Linked DNA regions of Ovis canadensis: region 2 is linked to region 1. Evidence: chromatin contacts called from public Hi-C data. All regions are on one chromosome and are shown on one strand. Each heading gives the region's core, a stretch centred on a gene start, on an enhancer-like site or on the middle of the called end of the contact. The rest is flanking DNA. Distances are from core to core; before and after follow the strand shown.

What was found. A called contact is a pair of places that touch in the nucleus more often than the background predicts.
Region 2: a Hi-C map of fibroblasts shows a contact between it and region 1, with 3 times the contacts expected there. The contact joins the promoter of SMIM15 here to the promoter of LOC138421956 in region 1. A contact is called at or near these places in 2 of 2 Hi-C or Micro-C datasets (fibroblasts and lung).

Annotation. Positions count from the first base shown.
Region 1 is chr16:31,067,258-31,070,443 of ARS-UI_OviCan_v2, forward strand. It overlaps LOC138421956, which reads left to right and starts at 1,856. Exons shown (of 6, transcript XM_069556460.1): 1 at 1,856-1,948; 2 at 2,413-2,993. The coding sequence starts at 1,856. It overlaps ZSWIM6 (zinc finger SWIM-type containing 6), which reads right to left and starts at 1,875. Exons shown (of 14, transcript XM_069556467.1): 1 at 1,188-1,875. The coding sequence starts at 1,857.
Region 2 is chr16:31,220,418-31,223,893 of ARS-UI_OviCan_v2, forward strand. It overlaps SMIM15 (small integral membrane protein 15), which reads left to right and starts at 1,449. Exons shown (of 3, transcript XM_069556473.1): 1 at 1,449-1,908; 2 at 2,727-2,860.

The sequences.
Region 1 (3,186 bases), core at 606-3,105:
GTCCTTCTCTCGCCTTTGTCAAATATCTTCTACTTTACAAGCCCTGAAAAGAAATAAAGAGACTCTTTTGTTTGGTTTCCCCTTTTCGGAGGGTGACAGAAAACTGAAAGGGGCACAAATAAGCCTGAAAACGAGAACAAAGTGCGGGGTCGTGCCCGACTGCCAGGCGGCCGCGCCGGGAGGGACGCGGGAGCCGACGCCAAGCCCCTCCGCCTCGCGCTCCGGCCGCCGCCGGCCACAGCTCCCCGCGGCTCGCGCGGAGCCCTACCCGGCCCCCTCCCCGGTGCAAACCGAACTCCGCCGGCGGGAGCCCCGGGCACGCCGCGGTCCCCCGGTATGGGGAAGAGCCAGCTGCCACGGGCTCGCACCCTTTGATTCGCGGGCGTCCTCGGGAGGAGAGGTCCCTCAGGAAAGGGGTCCAGCCTGACGCCCGCGCACCCCGAGACGGAGAGGAGCGGAAGGAAGGACATTTAAATCCCGGGGCGGCCGGCGGAGCTCGCCCGGGCCAGCCCAGACGCCGCAGCGACTCTCCCGGCCCCCCGGAACGCCGCGGCCGCCAGCCCGTCGAAGCCCTGAGAGGAGCGGCCGCCGAGTGGCATTAAAATGTATTTCCCTCCCCTCAAATGGAGGGGGCGGGGAGGGGGGTGCAGAGGAGAAAGACCGGCGAGTGACAGGCTAGGGGAGAGACGAGGCAGAGCGCAGAGCGCGGCCCGGCCGCCGGCTCGGCCCCGGCCGGCATTGTCTGTGCGGCCCGCGCCCCCTCCCCCGCCCCGCACGGCCCCACCACAGACACCCTCCGCCGGAGCCCGGCCGGCCACCCGCGCCTTTGTCCACATTCTCCCCCCAACACGGGTCAGCAGCTCTCCAGGACGTGCTCCCCGGGAGAAGGGCGGGGAACGGAGCGGGCCGGGGGCACCCGACACCCACCCGGCGGACCCCGCGGAGGGGCGCGTCCTGCTGATTCATTTCCCACTCACGCTGGCCCGTCCGGGGAGACAGGGGGCGGGGAGGGGCGGAGAGGAAATGGGCGCTTCGTTCAGAAGGACTGTCCCGGCCAGTGAGGGCATCGGGCGGGGTGCGGGCGCGCGCTGCGCTGAGGGGCTGCCCAGAGGGGAGGGGGCTGGCGTCCCCCCCCCCCCAGGGACTGACGGACGGAGAGACGACCCCGCGACTGCCCCGTGACTCACCGACTTGCAGGACGTTGTCTACGCAGCCGCTCTCCAGCAGCGCGATGCCCCGGCGGAAGGGCAGCCGTGTCTCATCGCCGCCGTCCGCCGGCCCGGCGGCCCCCACCGACGGGGCCCCGGCCCCGGAGGCGGCGGCAGCGGCGGCGGCGGCGGCGGCAGCGGCGGCGGCGGCCGAGGTGGCGGCCGGCGAGGACGAGGAGCCGCCGCCGCCCGCGCCGCCCGCGCCGCCGCCCGCGCCGCCGGGGCCGCCGCTGTCGTCGCCGGGGCCGCCCGCGGCGCCGCCGCCGGTGTTGAAGGACGAGTACATGCAGATCTCCCGCTCGCTGCGGGGGAAGGACCAGTAGACGATGCGGCGCTGCACCGGCTCCGGGATGCGCTCGAAGCGCTCCTCCACGCGCTGGAACGGCCACTTCTCAGCCACCTTGCGCGCCGCGATGTCCAGCAGCGACTCGGGGCTCTGGGTCTTGCCCGGCGGCAGCAGCCCCAGTGCCGCGCCGCCTCCGCACGCCGCTGCCGCCGCGCCGCCCGCCCGCGGGCCCGGCCGACAGGCAGAGCTATAACCGCCACCCGCTCCTCCGCCGCCGCTGCTGGCCCCGCCGCCGCCGCCGCCGCCGCCCGGCCGGCAGCAGAGCCGTTTCGCGGGAGGAGGCTGCTGTCCGCGCTCCGCCATGACCGCGCCGCTTCTAACCCGACAGCGGAAGTGCCGGGACCCTATAAACGGCACAAGGAAGCGCGACACGCACACGCCGCCGCGACGCCACGCTGCCATCTAGGGCCCGCCGCTCCTTGTACGGGCACAAGAGGTGGGGCCTTCGCCGTGACGTCGCGGCCGAGGCGGGGCACCGATAGGGGGACCTAGGGCCAAGGGCGGGGCCTATGCAAATCGCTGAGCTGAAACATAAATAGAGCACTCGGCGGACACGGGGGTAGCGGGGGCGGTGGGGTTGGGTGCCCGACGGGCTGTGAGAATGTCAGGCTGCTGTGACGCGGGGGGCGGGGCTCAGGCGGGGTTCCCGGGGGAGGGGGCGGGCTGCCAGGCATGGCCTAGGGTGCATGGGTCTCCGCGCCCCCTGCCTGCTCAACTTCCCCCTCCAATTCCCTGCTTCCCTTTGATGTCCCGCAAGTGTGGACGCGCCTCGTGGGTCGCTGCGGGGAGGGAAGAGTAGATGGGAGGTGAGCACGGGAAAGGGGTCCGGGTAAGTGGGGGGCGGGACCCTGAGTTGAGGCCCCACCCCCACCCCCGCCAGAGCCGGCCCGCCGGGGGAAAAGCCTCTGGGCGGAGGAGGCGCTTTCAAAACAAAGAAATGCGGCGTGGAACCCGGGGGACTGGGGTGGTGAGGAAGGCGGAGGAGGTGCGGCTGAGGCCGCCTGCTTCCCCTCCAGTCAGCCCAGAGGAACTCCCCCCACCCCCAGCCCGGGCTGCGGCGCCGGAGAAGAGGGAGGAGGCTGCGGTAGTCGGCTGTTTTCCATTTCACTTTTGCAGACCAAGGCGGAGAAGAGCACCAGCTCCGCTGCTCCTCTTGTCTGCAGCACGCTCTACCCCGAGCGAGTCTCAGCTTCCGCTCAGTCTCGGCTTCCAAGCTTGCCAAAGTGTCCGAAAACGCGCAGAGCGCTCGGAACCTGTCCCGCAGCTGTGCGACGCGCGTCTCGAGCTGGCCGCAGCCGCCCCGCCCTCGTGCGCCTCAGCCCCGCGGGCGGGGATGCCGGCTCCACGGCCTCTCTACCGGGACCCCGCTCCAGGCCCGGGCGTGCTCCGGCTCGAGGTGGAAGGCACACCCGGGTAGTGGATTTAGCAAACACACCTTTGTGAGTACACACGACACGGGCGCGCGCGCACACACCCTACAGGCGCGCGCGCACAGTCCAGCCGGCTGCAGACGGCGCGCCCCGGCCGCTCGGCGGCGGATGGTGGCTGGGAGCGCACTCGGTGCACCTTTGAGTCCACGGCCAGCCTCGACCCCGGGCTGCGGGGAGCCCTGGCGCTCGGGACGCACGCCGG
Region 2 (3,476 bases), core at 199-2,698, 150 kb after region 1:
GCAGTCATCAGGAAAACTGTCTAACCATGATTAAAATAACACATACACATACTGGTCTCTGGAGTGAAGGATGTTAAAATAAATTCTGACCCTCTCCTGGAATTACTATTTGGGCAAGTTAAAAAAAAAACCACAAAAAACCCCACAAAGTCTTACTGCCAGCAAGTCAAGTTTTCTGTACACACAATCCAATGGCTGAGTCTGCTTTTTCTGGCTACTACAGGTACAGGCTAGGTCCAAGCAGCACAAGCTTTGAAACCATCATCCAAGTTTTCAAACAAGAATGAGTAAGAAAACAACTGCTACTAATACAACATACAAACATTAACATATGCCCAACAAACAGTATTTTAGATCATTAGATTATTTGCCAAAAGTCTGTTCCCTGGTAAATAATGGTTACTGTTGTTATCCCTAAACTAGTTATACATGTCACAGCCTGCTCCTCAAAGAGAACATTCTATAGTCTTTCAAGAATAAAAACCTGCTTTATTTGGCACACACCAGTGAAGAGGTCTTGCAACATTTGAAGAGGTAGTCAAACAGAGCAGCTCAGTGCAAGAGATCACAAAACTTGATCACCAAGCAAACCCGAGTTAATCTCTCAGTTCCTGTAGATTAGAAGACAATGAGAACTCACTCTTTCTGCTTGTTGACTTTTGAATCTCTTTATTTGTGCACTGAAAGAACAAGTACCTCTATGGGAACTCTATGCCCACACAGTTTGGTTATTTTTCAAGTTTACTTTGGGCAAATATCGATCATTCTTTTGTGAAGAGGTTCTTAAATTGAAAACAGCAGAAACTTCTTCACGCAGCATGGCTGCATTTCCCCTTAGAAACAACGTTCAGTGGCTCCACCACGGTCCTGCTGCGCTTGGTCTCCTCGACGTGAGGCTTTAACTATCGTCCAGCCAGAAGAGGAGAGGGTCAAAGAGTGGATGTGACCCAGAGGAACTCGCTAGAATCCTTCAGGAGTCGCTGGGTGTGACCTTCACCTTGACTCTGGGCGGTTTGTGGGGACCAACTCCTTTCTTGGCCGCCGTTCCTTGGTCGGAGTCTCCGGGGGTCACGGACCTCACCCACCAGGGCCTTCCACCCTTGGCCAGGCTCCCGCAGGGGAGCGGCTGTTCGGATGACCTCGGGGGCAAAGGTAGGGGGTCCTCAGCGCTTCCAGACCGGCTCCCAGAGACCGGAGCTCACCCGCGCCTCAGGCAGGAGGCGCAGGCCTCGGGCTTCGGGCCAGACACCAGCCGGGCGCCGCCGCTCACCTCGAGCGGCCTCACCTGCCTCTCCCCGGAAACCCAGGAGCCGCCCCACCCTCCCCGCTTTCCCGGGACCCACGCAGCAATGGCGCAGCCGGAAACTGGCCCCGCGACTTCCTCAGGCCGGATCCGGGCGAGGGCCGGCCTGTGGGCGGGTTGGGAGAGTCGCGGCTTCCGCCTTCCTGCTTCCGGCCTGGAGGTGAGTCGTGAGTTGGGGTCCGGACCCATCGTCCCCGGCGAGGTGAAGGGGAGGCGGTTGGGGGTCGCTGCCGCGCTCTTGCCCCGGTGCTCAGCGGAGGTGGCTGCGGCGCCAGCGGCCCAGGGGGTGGCGGGGACGACCCCTGATTCCCGGGGACCGCCGGCTGTTCGAGCCCCGCCGGGCCCGCGCTCGCCGCGGCGGAGGGTCGGGGAAGCGTGGCGCCAGAGGCGGGCCACCGGGTAGGGCGAGGAAGGGTGAGCGAGGGGAAAACACGAGGAAAGGGAAGTGCGGGTGGCTGTGACGTGCCCTCAGCTTCAGGCGCCGTGCGGGTCTGATCCGAATATCATGCCCGGTGGATCCTTTTCGGAAGGAAGAAGAATAATATTTATTCCTTCAAGTGTGGAGGGCGCTTGCACCTGGGGTCCGAAATTGAGGTGCACGAGAGGTGTGTATCTGGTGGATGGTAACTCCTTTCTCTGTATTAATGTCTAAAACTCTGCCATAACTAGGTCCTTCACTTCCCCCTTCCTCTTTATTGCAAAGTTCTTTTGCAGGTCTCTGACTCTTGCATTAGTTAATTCATTACTGGGCTGGAGAAGCTGAAAAACAGATGGGCATCTGTAGTGTCTAGTCCTCACTGTGTGGGTGGGGGCGTACGAATCGGGGTTGGGGGAAGGCTAGGAACTTTGTCTTCAGGTAAAAATATGAAGGAATTGTGATAGGATATAATTAAAAACCAATCATGGTAGTTTTGTTTAGGTAATGGAATTGTGAGTGACATACTTTGTTTTGCTTATCTCCGATTTTTCTGTAAAGGGCACAAATTACATAGAGACTAGAAAACCTTTTTAAGAGTAAAGCGTTGTTTGATTTTGAAATTAGTAAGGCCCTCTCTTACTCGAAACAAACCTAACCCTGTAAAAATATAAAAAGTTCAGGAACTAGGAATGGATATGCTGCAACAGGTCAGTTAGCTTTTTATGAGTGAGCTTTCTAAATTTATTGTTGAAATAAGTAACTGAGTAAAATATTTGATCCCCAGTAATTAGGAGCTTTTTCCAGGGCATTTTGGTTGTGTAATTATGCCTTAAGATTAGAAAGAAATAGATACTGAATGTATTTAATATGCCAGGCAACTTTACGTTATTTATAGGTTGCATATAGAGAATTTACAGTTTTAACATTTAAAATTGTATTATAATTTATTCCTTAAGGTTGTGACTTTACGGTTTTTCTTTTGTCTATTCTTTTCAACCTAACCAGTATATAGAATTTAAGCCTTCTCTCAGAAGTGTTTTGGTAGAGTTAAAGAAGACGACAGCCAACCAACCGTCATCTGAAATTGTGACTGGCTGATAATCCCAGGACAAAATTAGAGATCACTGCTCAAGCATAAGGTACATGACTTTTTAAATCCCAGCTATTCTAATTCTCTACTTTGAATGGAGATTGACACAAACATGAAAGGTTGAAAAGTCTCTGGGGGCAAAATAGATGATATCACTCAAATCCACAACATCCTGATTTGCAAGATGGCCCTTCTTTACTAACTCACAATGGAACAAAAGGCATGGGACGTGTAATGGTTAATTTTCTCATCTGTTAAGTTTGTTCTCATTTACTATATTATGTCTTCAAAGCTGAAGGAGGGCATAAAATTGCATGTCATCTTTTGCTTTTCTCTCTTTGCATATGAATGGATAATATCATGGTTCCCTTACCTTCTTGTTTCATTTCGGAAACAGCCATCCATTATGTCCCTTTCTCTAGGCATTTCACATACTCCTGACTTTCAGACACCAGATTTGATGATTGTACTTTTGCCCTGGTGGTTCAGAGGTTAAAGTGTCTGCCTGGAAAGTGGGAGACCTGGGTGGTTCAGAGGTTAAAGTGTCTGCCTGGGATGTGGGAGACCGGGGTTCGATCCCTGGTTCGGGAAGATCCCCTGGAGAAGGAAATGGCAACCCACTCCAGTACTCTTGCCTGGAGAATCCCATGGAGGGAGGAGCCTGG